2 separate regions of the Mus musculus genome follow, and region 1 is linked to region 2. A link is a contact called in public HiChIP or PLAC-seq data. All regions are on one chromosome and are shown on one strand. The core of a region is the stretch at or near the end of the contact, and the rest is flanking DNA. Distances in the headings are between cores, read along the strand shown. Region 1 holds the start of Itga11 (integrin alpha 11). Region 2 has its middle 24 kb from the start of Gm39353.

Region 1 (7,112 bases), core at 3,275-5,774, 51 kb after region 2:
GTCATTGTTGTGAGGCAGGTTTCAAAAGAGAAAAGCACTGCATACAATCATTGCCTGTGGCTGGTGGGAACACAAAATGGTACAGAGACTGCGGAAACAGTTTGGGAGTTCCTCGAGCGATCAAATATAGCATTACTCTATGACTCAGCAATGCCGCTCCCAAGTACAGCCATGCACCACTTAACGACAGGGACACACTGACAGAAGTGAATTGCTGGGCCTGGTCGCTTCTGTGTCGGTATCACAAATATCCTTAAACAAACCCAGATAGCATGGCTGCTACATGGCCAGACTTCATGGGACCAACCAAGCCTGGCACACTATGTGTCGCTGTACATTACCCAGAGAAGTGAAGACGTGTGTTCAGATGAAAACGTGTATCCAGATGTTGGTAGCAGCTTTACTCACTCACCAGAACCCAGAGCGGAAACACCCAAAGAGCATCACCTGCGGAATGTATAAACACTGGGGTACCGCCATCCAATGGAATGCGCTTATGACGAAAAGGAGCAAAATGTAGTCGCCACTATGTCTTGCATGAAAGTTGGAGACATTACTGGTTGGGAGAAGCCAGACACAGAGGCCATGTCCTGGATGACTCCATTTACGTGAAATGTCTAGAGCATGCAGATCCACAGAGACAGAAACGTTAGTGGTTGCCTGGGGCCAGGGTGAGGTAAGGAGAGGCTAATGGGTGCAGGGTTTCTTTGGGGGATGATGACAGCTTTATGAAGTTAGTGGTCATGGTGACACAACCCTGTGACTATTCAAATATGGTTGAACTATATGGTAGATTGCCTGACATGCGTTTTGATCAAAATTACAGACAAATACAAGTGTTGTCCTTGGAAAGAGTTGGTAGGCTCAGTGGTGCTGTCAATCACACCAAAGCCCAGCTCCCACAAGGCCATTCATTCAGTTCTGAGTTCCTTGTAGCCTTGGAGTCCACATCACAAATCTCTCACCTGTCTTATGTGACATAAATAATTCTTAATGGGCTGTGGCAATGTCTCGGTCTGTAAAGAGTCTGCCAACAAGCATGAGGACCTAGTTCAGGTCCCTGGCATCCACATAAAAGCTGGGCATGGTGGAGCACATAGAAGGTAGGTCTTGGGAGCTGGCTAGCCAACCAGGCTAGCCTAGTTGGTAAGTTCAGGGTTCAGAGAGATCCTAGCTCAAAAAAGACAGCGGAGAGGGGTTGAAAAGATGGCTGAGCAGCTAAAAGTGCATACTGTTCTTCCAGAAGACATGAGTTCAGTTCCCAACATCTGTATCAGGTGGTTCACAACTACCTGTAACCAAGGGGCTCCAATGCCTCTGGCTTCCCTGGCTACCTGCACTCACATGCACAGGCCCACAGAGAGACATGTACATACACATAATTTTTAAAAACCTTTTTATTGGTTCTTTGTGAACTTCACATCATGCATGCCAATCCCACTCATCGTCCCCTCACCTCATACCCACCCTCCACCCTCACCCACAACAGAAAAAAGAATCTCATGGTGGAAACTGTAGTTTGTCACCGTGTGTCCCACAGTATACCCTTTTGTCCTTTTTGCTTGCAAATGTTCATTGCAATGAGTCATTGGTCAAGTAGGAGTCCTCTGGCTTCTGCTACACCATCAATACTGGAACCTCACTGGGGCTCCTCTCGGATATCCTGTCATTGCCCTGTGTCATCGAGATCCTGTAGTTTTGGATCTGTAGGACTGGAACCTTCACACACTCCAGCAGTTCATAGATGGGGTAGATGTTGGGGTGGGCCAACTCAAACCCCCCACAACCAGGGCCAGAGCTACACTGCTGCCCATGCAAGATGCATGACTTGCTCTCCCGAAAGCTCCAGCAGATGAGGGGCAGGGATAGCACTCCTGCCTGCTGTATGTGGCAAGGGCTCTCCCACACTCATACCCTTGGTGCCAGTTCACCCACAACCTCCACATCCAGGACCGGATCTACTATGCTTCCTAGGTGAAGTGCAGAGCCTGCTCTCTGGAATGCTGCTGTAGGTGAGGGGCAGGGCCAGCTCTCCTGCCTGCTGTATGTGGGTGAGTGGGTGGGGTCATCTCTCCCTCACCCCTGCCACCACTCAGGAGAAGAGAGGCAGGACTAGCTCTCCTATGAGCACACCCTTGGAGCCAAATCACCCACAACTCCCACAACCAGAACCAGCTCTACTGTGCTTCCTGGGTGATGTGTAGAGCACTCTCCTGGGTACTGCAGCTTGCCAGGGGTAGGGTCGGCTCTCCTGCTCATGAGTTCTCAGGACCAGCTCTCTCATGATGTCCAGGAGAGGGATGGGACCAATTCTGCACAGCCCTCAGACATCAACATGTCCTCGGGCAGCAACCCAGACCAGGGATGTAGTTCAGTTGCAGAACCCTTGTTTAGCATGTTTGAGACCCTGGGTTCAATTTCCAGCACCACAAAGCAAACTGAAAAGACTGTTAAATAACATTCAATAATGACTGTCTAAACAATAAACCAGACACTACAAGGGTCAAACTGTTCCCAGCATGCACCCAGTGTTTCCCTTTAAGCCAAGCAGTGTCAGCCTCATCCCAAGGCAGATCCTGCTTCCTCCGGCCCACACCTGTCCTGGCCCACACCTGTCCTAGCCCACACCTGTCCTAGCCCACACCTGTCCTAGCCCACACCTGTCCTGGCCCACATCTGTCCTAGCTCACACCTGTCCTAGCCCACACCTGTCCTGGCCCACACCTGTCCTAGCTCACACCTGTCCTAGCTCACACCTGTCCTGGCCCACACCTGTCCTAGCTCACACCTGTCCTAGCTCACACCTGTCCTAGCCCACACCTGTCCTAGCCCACACCTGTCCTAGCCCACACCTGTCCTAGCCCACACCTTTCCTGGCCCACACCTGTCCTAGCTCACACCTGTCCTAGCCCACACCTGTCCTGGCCCACACCTGTCCTAGCTCATACCTGTCCTAGTTCACACCTGTTCTAGCCCACACCTGTCCTAGCCCACACCTGTCCTAGCCCTCACCTGTCCTGGCAAAAAGAAGTTGGTTCTTTTGATATTCAGGCTCTTTTAGAAGAGCAAGAAAGCCTGCCCCTTTGTCATGCCCTCCTTTTCTGAAACTTAGCCCTGAAGGTGAGAACACCTGTGCACTGCATTCCAGCCCAAGACCTGCACCTCCTCTTTCCCTTCCCTCCTTCTCCTCTGCTCTCTCTTTGCTTTTTTATCTACACTCTTCTTCCCTCCCCTCTCTCCTCCTCTTCCTCCTTCTCTTCCTCCACCTTCCTTTCTCTCTCCATCTCTGTCTCTCTCTCCCTCTCCCTCCCTCTCTCCATCTCTCCCTCCCTCCCTTCCTCTCATTCTATCTCTCTCTCCACTCCCCCAGAATAAAACCAGCTTCCCCAGCCTTTGCAAGTGGTAGAGCGTCTCAACACTCAGCTTATCCTTCAAGGATCCTCCCTAAAAGCCAACCATTCTCAGATGCCCTTCCCTCTGGGCTCCTACACACCCTTCCTATTCATCCATCTATTTGTGCATACACTGAAAAACTCTTCTGCTCCTGAAGACAAGGAGTTGAGTGTCCTTACAAACCAAGGAGATGAGAGAGACAGAGACAGAGAGACAGAGAGGCCAAACAAATATGTTAGTTGTTGTTTAGGGTGTGGTAGGTGTATGGGTGTGCACGATACAGTGAAGATAAGAGCAGAAAGAGACTAGCCTGCTGTGTCTGCACATTTGCATGGTAGCCTTGGGAAGGTTCTGAAAAAAGTAGTGGGTTCCATACTCTCGGTTTCCCTCACGCTAGCTACCTTGCTGCCTTCCTCTGCTCCTCCCTTGCTGGGAAGGCCATCCACCACACTCACAGATAGCGGCCCAAACCCCATAAAAAGCTCCAGCAATAAATGCACGTTGAAGTTAACTGTCTGTGAGTACAATGGCTGGGGAATAGAGCCTGGGTTCCAAAGAGAAGCCTCGGAACCGTCAGGTGCAGTCCCTGTTCAGGTGTGGAGGCTGGGGCGGTGGAAACTGGAGGTGTTTTGCATTGATTCCAGGGTTCCAAGAAGCACTGTGGCCTTGACATTTTAAAGCCCAGGGAACAGGGAGACAAAGGAACGTTGTGAAGGGAGGGGAAATCCATCCAACGTGTCCGAAGAAGACCTGTCACAGAGTGGCCCTGGGTCATCTTAGGTTCACCTATGGTATTTATTCAGCTCTTTCCCCCTAGAAAATGGACTCCATAACTCGCTTTTCCAGAGGAGACCCCGATTTGGTTGGGGATGGAGGAGAGTCAGGTACCAAGCTGGCAAGGTGGCTGGCTCCCAGAAGCCATTCTCTGCTATGACCCTGAGGTTAGATGGGCTGGGAGTGGGGGAGGGCGATACTGGCGAGGGCGTCGGGGCAGCAGCCTGCCACCGGCTCAGGTGGCAGAGGGGCCTAGACTGGCCTGGAGCCAGGGCCGCCGCTGTGTCCGCGCCCCTCCCCGCCGCTGGAGCCCTCCCACTTCCTCTGCGCTGCTGTCAGGGAGCTGGAGCTTGGATCAGTGCAGGCTCAGGACGCTCGCGAACCGAGGCTGTGGCTCTGGCTCTCAGCCGCGCGACCATCGCGACACCCGCCGCCGCGCAGCGGGCCATGGACTTTCCCAGGGGCCTCCTGGTGGCCTGGACCCTCAGCCTTTGGCCAGGTACGTGTTCCCCTAGCCTGTCTTTCCTTCCGGGAGCCCCTCCCTAGTCCTCCAGGACCTTAGCTCAAGTTGAGAGAAGAGAGATGCGACGCACCTCCTTCAGTAGCACTTGGGGACACAGGTCTGCCGGGAAGGGCTGCTGTTACAACAGTCCCACCAAGAAAGCAAAGGAGGGAGGTGTGCCTAGGAAACTCTTTCTAGGACTCTGATGTGTTTGGGGAAAGAAGTCGGGACTCGGGTTGCTAGAACCACTGAGCATTTCTGATGTTCCCGATGCAGCTCTGGGGATAATTCCTAAGTGTCCACTCTGCCATCCAGGCATCCTTCCATTGACGAGGGTCCAAGGCCCCAGCTGGGGAAGGAGGCAGATCGCGCCGAATGAGCGTGACCCGACTGCCCCCGCCGCTACCCAAGGCAGAGCCCCCTGAAGTGTGGAGAGCCAGATCCTGGCGGCCCTGGAGAGCCTGGAGTCCTAAGAGATCCCGGAGTCCTAAGAGAACAGAATCCCTCCAGTTTGGCTGCTAGGCGTTAGTAAACTCTCTTCAGCCCCACCAGAAACAGAGGGCACAATCCCTCAGCCCGGGACCGGTGGAACAGATACTTAACACTAGTGTAGGAACAGAGCAGCGTCCCCAGCTCGCGCTTGGAATTATGCAATTATTCAATAATTCGGGGGAAGCCGCCGTCACTGTAACGCGCTGCTGCTTAATGTATTCCAGGTGTGGGGGCGTAGCGGGAACCTCGGTACCCGTCACTGAAGGAAAGAGAGACAAGTCTTTGGGTTCTCAGCCTGGGGTACCCTAGTTCAGGCCTCCACACTGCGGGTGCCCAGCCCAGCTTCAGCCAACCGCATTGTGCTGCGCGCGGCTAGGGAAAGTTTTCCTGGCCCCTTCACAGCGTGGCAGAATGCTTCAGCCAGAGCCAGAGCTAGATAGAGCCTAAGGAACAAACTGGTTGGTACTGGCTGCCAACCTTGCCGCTCTTTCTGAGTGTCTCTGGCACTAGCTGAGACCAATAGGAGAGGACAGAGGCAGTGACAGCTGGACAGGTGCCCTTGGGTAGTACAAGTGAAGATTCACCCCTACCCAGTCCGGTGGCTCTCTCCAAGCTTTGGTCAGTTGTCCCCATTTGGGGACACACATATATCCTTCTGTCCTTTGCTGCTTCTGGGATCCCCTGCAAATGAAAGGCCTCTTGAAACTGGCTGGGTTTCGTTCTGATCCCAGAGACTCAGTTGGAAAGCAAACTTTATTGCACGAAGTTCGAGTTGGGGGAGGGGCGGGGAAAGGGTTACTGCCAGACCAGAGGCTTTTAGAAAGCTCCAGGGAGAGAAACCCATGGGAGGTACACTCAGGGAAGGAACTGCCTGCAGTCACTGGAAATCCATCCACAGGAAGGAGATAAAAACTCCTGAGTGACTCTAGACAGGTGTCCCCAGAGAAGGACAGTCCAAGCATCCCAAAGCTAAGTGCAAGAGTTTGGAAAGTAGTTCTGCACAGACCTTGTGAGCTCTCTAAAAGCTTTTCTCATGGGGGACAATGGAGGCAGAATCCTGAGTTGTGGAAGCTGAGTTGTGGAAGTTGAGGCTTGGCGCACAGTGGGACTCCAGCAGTGGTTGCTAATGTTCGTGCAACTGAAGTGGGTGGAGCTCTGAGGGATGGAGTGTTGAAGGACCTCTCAAGAAAGGATTTGTGACTCATTGCCTCCCTTACATGGAGAAAGCCACTTCTGCATTATTGCTGATCAGTTCGGGTTTTTGGAATATGGGACTCATTATATATATCCATCAATGCTAGACGGGCATCTGCTTACAAGAAGAAGGTAGGGCTCATGTGCCCCTGCCACCTGGGCCCTGAATGGCTCAGGTAGGGCAAGAACTGAGAGAATTAAGCAGAGGTATGAGGGAATGAATGGAGAAGAGGAAGTAAGGCCTCTGTGTGTGTGTGTGTGTGTGTCCAGAGACAAGTAAGGAAGGCTTCCTGGAAGAGGAACTGGATCACCCCCCCCCAACCCCCAAAGCATAGTGTATGGAACTTAAAATGACATTATTCGTATTTCTAGGGACTAAAGAATGAAGGGATGACAATTTGTGTATGGCTGCTCAAGTGTGTATGTGTGTGTCTGAGTGTGTGGGTGCTTGTGTAAATTTGTATGTATGTGTGTTTAGGTGTAGGGGGTGTTTGGCTGTGTGTGCTTGTGTAAGTGTATGTGTTTGTTTAGATGTCTGTGTGTGTGTTTGTATTTGTGTGTGTGTGTGTGTGTGTGTGTGTGTGTGTGTGTGTGTGTGTAAATGAGTGTGGAGGCCTTAGAAAGGCTTCAGGTATTGTCTCTGGCACCATCCAGTACTATCAACCATTCTGAGAGTGTCCCTCACTACCTGAGACTGTCCCTAACTGACCTTGGACTTGCCAAGTAGAAAGGGGCAGCTGGTCAATGACCCTGAGAG
Region 2 (7,518 bases), core at 3,785-6,284:
TCAGCAAGATGATCAATGCTGATTCGAACCTTCAGCTTAGTCCCTCCCCTTGGCCTCTCTGCCTCCTGTAGAGCCTGCTTCTTACCACTAGACGGCAGCAGCTCCGCACTTCCGTATTCCAGCCCTCCCTACCAGCTCAGCCCTCCCTCCCACCCGTCCTCCCTCCTGCCCCTCCTACCCTTATTTTTGTTTGAGAAATGTTCGAGTTATCGAAATTTAGCAGTGTAGAGTGCGGCACATACCCTTCCCGAAGCCGCCACTATGTGCTTTCCTGCATCTATGCCAAGGAAGGAGCCCGGACTGTTTATCACCAGAAATCCATGCCTATCAGGGTGGCACTAGCTTTCTTCTAATGCCCCTTTTCTATCCTGGCACCCCATCCAGGATGCCTAGTCACATTGTTACTGTGCCCTGGTAGCCCTCTGTGGACATATTTAAAGCAGACCCCACCAAGGACTTTCTCTCTGCAGGAACCTCAGTGGCTCCACACTGGAAGCTCTGCTCCTGTCATGCTCTGTCCCATGCTATTTTAAACTCTTCATTTCCTGTATGCTCTACCCACCTGATACAGGTGTCTTCTGAAACGATCAGAGCTCGAGGCTGTCTGTCCTTATCAGGGTCTGAAAATGTTTCTCTCCATCCCTTCTGTTCTGGCTCACCTATTTCTGATCATTTCTGTAGTGCACTCCCAGTTAATTGTGGATGTCTTTACTTAGCATCCACTCTGTTCAGCTGCCCTGTCTTTCTCCCCACTAGATACCAGCCTCCAAGACTATAGCTCTGTGGCCTTGCAAACAGGAGGCATCCAGTTATGGCACATCAAGTGAGTATTTGATTGTTCTGACTCTTTTTTTTTTTTAACCTATTCATTGGACTAAATATACCCTAGTGTACTAGCTAGTTTTGTGTCAACTTGACACAGGCTGGAGTTATCACAGAGAAAGGAGCTTCAGTTGAGGAAATGCCTCCATGAGATCCAGCTGTAAGGCATTTTCTCAATTAGTGATCAAGGGGGAGGGCCCCTTGTGGGTGGTACCATTCCTGGGCTGGTAGTCTTGGGTTCTATAAGAGAGCAGGCTGAGCAAGCCAGGGGAGGCAAGCCAGTAAAGAGCATTCCTCCATGGCCTGTGCATCAGCTCCTGCTTCCTGACCTGCTTGAGTTCCAGTCCTGACTTCTTTTGGTGATGAACAGCAGTATGGAAGTGTAAGCTGAATAAACCCTTTCCTCCCCAACTGCTTCTTGGTCATGATGTTTTGTCCAGGAATAGAAACCCTGACTAAGACACCTAGCAATATACCCTAGTAGATATATCCAACCTCTTCTTTAAATTACATTGTGTGTGTTGGAGTGGTAGTATTGTCAAGGTATGTGTGTGTGTGTGTGTGTGTGAGAGAGAGAGAGAGAGAGAGAGAGAGAGAGAGAGAGAGAGAGAGAGGACAAACTGGGAGTCAGTTATCTCCTTTTCCCATGTGGGTTCTGGGGATCAAATTCACGTTTGCAGGTATGTCTCCGCGTACCTTTGCCAGTTAAGCCACCTCACCAGCCCTGTATCCAACCTTTTGACTTTGTGACATGACTTTGTCACCTATAGATTTCACACTTGAGAACCTTGCAATCAGGTTACCAAAACAAAAACAAATAGACCAAAACTCTCCTAATGTTTCAGATACGTTTGCAGTTCTGTTGGGATGCATTCATCCCTGGGTTTGTAAAGCCTACAGACCTTGGGCTGGCAGAGCTGGCAGAGTTAAGGTGAGCCCTGCGTGCATGCAGAACATGCTATATCACACACACACTACACACTGGTGATATCACTGTCCCGGCTGCAGATGTATTTGTACCCATCCCCTCTGTTCAGAGGCAGATGCAAAGTTCTATAGCTTTAAAAGGACTCAGGGCCCTGTGGTAATAGCTCAATCTATTCAATGTTTGCTGCCCAGGTGGTGAGGACCTGAGTTCAGTTCCCAGAACCGATGTAACCAAAAGCTAAGCACAACAGTGTAATTAATCCCTCTATTGAGAGAGCAGAGACAGGTGGATCCCGACGTTCACTGGCCGGCCAGCCTCCCCTAATCCATGAGCGCCAGACCAATGAAAGACCCAGTCTCAAAATAAGACGGATGGCTCCTGAGAACTAACCTCTGAGGTTGTCCTCTGGCCCCATGCACATGTGCATCAAATTGGGGGCAACACACACACACACACACACACACACACACACACACAGAGAGAGAGAGAGAGAGAGAGAGAGAGAGAGAATTTTTTAAAAAGAGCCCAGAAAAGAGGCATGGGGCTGGAGCTGGGATTTGCCCAGTGACAAATCTTAATCTGTGAGACTTCAGCCAGTTGCGGAGGAGGTGTTTAGGAAAAGCCCTTCTCTGTTGGGTGCTTCTGGAGTCGTGCCTGTCTGCCTATGACGAGAGTGCCAACCACAATGTCCTCGAACACATATTAATACAGTGACAATTGTCTCTAGAATGAAGTCACCCAGACAAGGCAGGGACTGGCAGATGGCCCTTTTTGGTCAGACATGGCAGGCAGGGCTTCCAGCCACACAGGCAGGACACTCCAGGGCTAGTCATCGGATGCTGGGGAGGCGTCCTTAGGCAACATCTCTGTGGTCAGAGGACCAGAAGTGGGAGGGCGCAGTCACTCCTCAGCCCATCCGTTTCCTAAACATTGGGGGATGTCTTCTCTGAGTCAGATTCCACCATGTTGGAGAGAATGTGACAACTGTGATCCCACACATTAGTCACTTAAGAAAAACTGTAGCCCAGGCTCAGAATGTGGTGACATTTGTGGAATTCCTGTCAGTAAGCTGCCCTGAGTCAGAGGATTTGTTTGCTGAGGAAGGCTTAGGAGTAGCTCTGGCTAACCTGGCCTACATGCCCACCCTCTGCTAAAGCTGTGTCTCCTCAGTTGCAAGCCTAATGGGGGGTGTGTGTGTCTGTCTGTCTGTCTGTCTGTCTGCCTGTGTGGGTCTCTCTCTCTCTCTCTCTCTCTCTCTCTCTCTCTCTCTCTGCTTGCACGTGTGTGCAAGTGTATGTGGAGCCAGAGATTGACTTCAGGTGCCTTCCTCAATCACACTCTGCCTTACTTACGGAGGCAGGGTCTCTCACTGAGCCCAGAGCTTACCCATTCCCACTAGGCTAGCTGGTCGACCTCCTATGGGGTTGCCTTGTAAGTGCTAGGAGTGCAGACAGCTGCCACGCCTGCCCCACTTTTGAATGGGTTCTAGAGAATGGATTTCTGATCCTTGTGCTTGCATAGTAGGCAGTTTATTTACAGACTCATCTCCCCAGTGCCTCCCCTCTTTGTGTGTGTGTATGTGTGTGTGTTTTCATGTGTGCATGTGTGTGCAAGTGCATTTGTGGATGCATGTCCATGTGTATGTATGTGGATAGCCAGAGAACAAAGTTGGGTGTCCTTTCTCAGGTTCTGTCCATCTGTTTGTCTTGTCTTAATTTGACTTTGAGACAGGGTCTTTCCCTGGCTGGTAACCTGCTGAATGAGCTGGGCTGGCCGGCCAACAAGCTCCAGAAAGCCACTGGCCTCTGTTTCCCTAGCATTGAGATTGTAAATCTGGCTTTTTAAAAAAATGATCTGGGCTCTGGGAATCCAGCTCAGAGCCTCATGGTTGCGTGGTAAGCACTTTAAACTGAGCTATTTCCCCAGTCCCACAATTCCCTCTTGCCAACCTCAGGCTGCAGATACCTGGGCCCAATGTGAATTTTCTTTGCTATATAGAACAATGCCCAGCCCATTGGAGTCCTCAATAAATATTTTCCAAATGGATAGAAGTACATGAACAGAAACGCACAAAACAAACAGTAGACCTGGCCCCTCACAGAGGTTGGAGAGCGAGAAATCACAGATTCAGTCCTTCTAGTCAACCAGGTATGTATAGGTTCAAATCCCAGCCTAGTTTTGACTGAACAAGAAACCACCTAGGGGAGCCAGTTTCTCCTCTGCTTCATGAGAGTGCATAGAAATGTAATTAATGTAATTCTTGAATTTAGGTGCCCACAACGTGCCTATGTGCACAGATGGACACACATACACACACATCAAATAAAGCAGCGTTTCTCAGCCTGTGAGTCTCAACCCCTTGGGATCACATATTAGATATACTGTATATTAGATATTTATATTATGATTCATAACATTAGCAAAATTATAGTTATGAAGTAGCAAGGAAATAATTTTATGGTTGGGGGTCACCACAACGTGAGGAACTGTGTTAAGGGTCGCAGCGTTAGGAAGGCTGAGAACCACTGTAATAAAGCAATTCCCTAGTTTCTCCCTTGGTTTGCTGTTGGTTTTGGATGGTTGCTTACTCCTTATAGAGGGGCTGCAGGCCGGTAGGGAAGAGCAATGGCTCCTGAAAATTTATTATTGGCGGTCAAACAGGAACCCTAAAAAATGAACCCTTTAGAACTAATGCTTCCTAGGAAGGCCTGCGCTGGCAGGGGGGGAAGCTGAAGTGCTTGTGCCAGAGGAGGACCTTACTCAGGAAGCGGCTTCTCACAGACTTCCCAGCACTTCTCTCAGACAGACCAGCAGATGCAGGTAACCCAGCTCTCCTTCCGTCCTTTCTGTGTATTTCTAACACGGCAACAGAAACAACAGAACCCGAGAAGTCTCTGGCTCCGACCAGACTGTAGAGAAATACGCTTTCTTTACCAGGTTCTGTTTTCTGACTTCTTTTAAAACCATGGGGAAATGAAGGCAGCAGGGTTATGGGACTACGTGTCCCCAAGCAGTCTCAAACCGCTGAGCATGTCGGACCGTTTGTTAACACAGCACCCCCGGCCTGACTAATACAGGCCTCTGTGGAATCCAAAAAGAAGTTCAAGAAAACCACACACTCTGGCAAAACCCAGAGCCTCTCAACCTTAATATCCTGAGCTGTTATTTGTTTGTCTGGGATCTCCTTGCTGCCTCTTCTAAACAGCTTGGGCACCAGTCCACCCAGGTAGACTAGTGTTGTAGGAAGGGTCACAAAAGCTCACCAAGCTGCCCTGTGGCAGAGGGGACTCACCCTGAGGCCTCCAGCCAGGCCTACATTTATGCTGATGAGTCACAGCCAGGGAGAACTTGGGGCTAAGCTTTTTTGCTTTTTTTTTTTTCCTTTTTTGAATGTGGATTTGTTTTGCAGATACTTTTGTGAGCCTGAACTTTCTTTTTGGATGCTTTTAGATGCCCTCGTTTTTGTGGCCCCTCCTCACTGACAGCTTCTCCTTGAGAGGCATCAGGAAGAAGGGCTCTTGTTGCTATTGCTAGCAAACACTATGTCAACAATCAGCTCACATGTGTGTCCCAAGCAGATGACCCGTGGCCCAGAGGGGCTCAGGCTACAGGGTGGAGAGAAGGTTATTCTGAGGTCAACTGAAACCTCTCTTGGAGATCCCTCCAGAGGTGGGAACAAGGCCACATGTCCCAGGACACCGCTAAGACTTCAGGGACCAGCACAGAGGGTCTTGGCCACTGAGACTTGAGAGAAGACAGAGGCCTTAGCACCCAGAAGAGTCTGTACACACAGGTTATGCTCAGTCATTCTCTGGGTCACACACTCCCTTCTGGCTAAAAGGCCCTGCTGCTCCAGGGCCAACTGGTGAGATCAGACATCTGTCCTAAGAAGTCTCTGGCCATTGAGTCCGTGCTTCAGAGGAGACGAGAGATTCAAGGGCTCTGGCCAAGCGGTGAAGAAACTTGGTTCTTGTTTCAGACTCACAACCAGCCTGCTAGGTAACATGGGCTGGGAAACCCTTTTCAAGTTCCTCACTATCTGGGCACTGAAGGTACCCTGCTCAGCTCTGAGGGGCTCGCACAGGGGCCTCAACCAAGCTCACGATCACGGCCAATTTCTGCAGAGTTGGCAAATGGCTGAAGTGTGAGCCCTTTAGAGGGCAGAGCCTTCATGTCACTTGTGGTCAGGGGCCTCTCTGTGCTATAGAAAGCTGGGCTCCCCAGTCTGTCTCCCCAGCTAGTTATATTAGTAATGAAGAGGCAGCCTCTTGTTTGAGAGTTCAGGTGCAAGCTGAGCTCACATGGGTAAACTTCTTAGACTCTGGATGCTGTGTTTTCTGTGGCAATGGGAGTGCCCACCAGAGGAAGTCCCCAAGGCCATTTTCCATAATACTCCTTCACCTCAATAGGTGCTAGAGGACAGGTCCTCTGAGAGCCAGCCGGCAGGGGGTAGATTAAGGTATCCCTTCTTTAATTCCAACTCACCCGTGTCACAGTCAGGGAGGCACAGAAGGTCATACTGCAAGTCTTTGCCCTTCCTTACCCGTTGGTTTCCATTCTGTCTTCTACTCCTGAGGTAACCTCTCCACTTGGTCTTGACCCACCCCCTCTCCCTTTGACATCCTCTTGGATTCAGCCCATGGGATGCTGTCTAGAGGGTTGGGGGTATCAGCCCTGGCCCAGCTCCCTCCCTTCCAGCTCTGGTTTAACTGCTGTTGTCTTCTCTAGGCCGAAGGTTCTCAACCCTTTGATACAGTTCCTCATGCTGTGCTGACCCCAAACCATAAAACCATAAAACCAAAAACTGTAATTTTGCTCCTGTTATGAATTATAATGTAAATTAGTGTGTTCTGGTGGTCTTAAGAGACCCTGGTGAAAGGGTTGTTTGACACGCCCCCCCCCCAAGAGGGGTTGCTACCCACAGTTGAAAACTGCTGGTCTGGGACTAGCAAGCGCTCCGGCTTCCCATCCCTCTCATGGGAAGCAGAGTCCCTGGGCTACCCATCTTTACAGGTCCCCTTTCCCTTGCTCACATCTCTACAGAATCGCTCCATCTGCAAGCTCAACTGTCTATTGAGACAGACGTTTTTATCACTACCTAGAGAGAGGCAGGCTATAGTAAAATCCTGTTGTGTAGCTCCACAACACACACCTCCCCTTGACCAAGGCCAGCAAACCCCATGGAGCGCCATGCTGCAGGGTCCCTGTGCATAGTCTCTCTGTAGAGTAGAGCCCTGCGGGTCCAGGTCCTGAGGATGGTCACTATAGCACCTGTGACCTCCCGCGACAGGTGTGTTGGGTTCAGTCAGTGATCTTGTTAGGTGACTCTGTAGGCCTGAACCTGCCAGAGGGGTCAGAACCTCTCATCCAGCCCTCATCCTGCCCTCTCTGTCAACTGAGGGCTCCAGGTAAAAGAGCTTAACTGGTTAAGTCCCTCCTACTGGCAGCCTTGGATGGTGGGAAGCTGGTGTTTTATGGAGAAAGGGAAGTATGGATGGAACAAGGTGTGACATGCCCACAGGAAGTGAAAATTTGCTAGCAAGCTCTCCTAAAGTCATAAATGGGGAGTTTTATAGTTGCCATCTGGTCCATTTCCCTGCATTTGGCTTATCTCCCGCATCTGGACTATCTCTCTGCATCTGGTCCACTCCCTACATCTGCCTTATCTTGCTGCATCTGGTCTATCTCCCTCTTCTGAACCAACCCAAGCAGGTAGTCACCTATACGGTGTCCAACTTTGATGCCACGTCTTCTCAAAGCCCTCCCCT

Evidence for each region. HiChIP or PLAC-seq counts read pairs in DNA pulled down with a chosen protein or histone mark.
Region 1: a contact with region 2 is called in an H3K27ac HiChIP or PLAC-seq map of embryonic fibroblasts, with 22 read pairs. The contact joins the promoter of Itga11 here to the enhancer-like site in region 2. A contact is called at or near these places in 1 of 39 promoter capture datasets (cancer-associated fibroblasts), 14 of 484 Hi-C or Micro-C datasets (adipose-derived mesenchymal stem cells, cerebral cortex, embryonic fibroblasts and 6 more), 4 of 115 datasets of contacts at active chromatin or transcription factors (embryonic fibroblasts, embryonic stem cells, heart atrium and 1 more) and 3 of 9 other capture datasets (adipose tissue, embryonic stem cells and liver).

The regions. Positions count from the first base shown.
Region 1 is chr9:62,673,331-62,680,442 of GRCm38.p6, forward strand. It overlaps Itga11 (integrin alpha 11), which reads left to right and starts at 4,525. Exons shown (of 30, transcript NM_176922.5): 1 at 4,525-4,666. The coding sequence starts at 4,615.
Region 2 is chr9:62,622,232-62,629,749 of GRCm38.p6, forward strand. No RefSeq gene overlaps it. Among named protein-coding and RNA genes, the nearest start is that of Gm39353, 24 kb to the right of the region's middle. Within about 2 kb of position 5,035, at least 62 of the 459 cell types and tissues checked have an H3K27ac peak or open chromatin away from gene starts, as enhancers often do. A contact at or near this core is called in adipose tissue, cancer-associated fibroblasts, embryonic fibroblasts and 4 more, where this site is marked.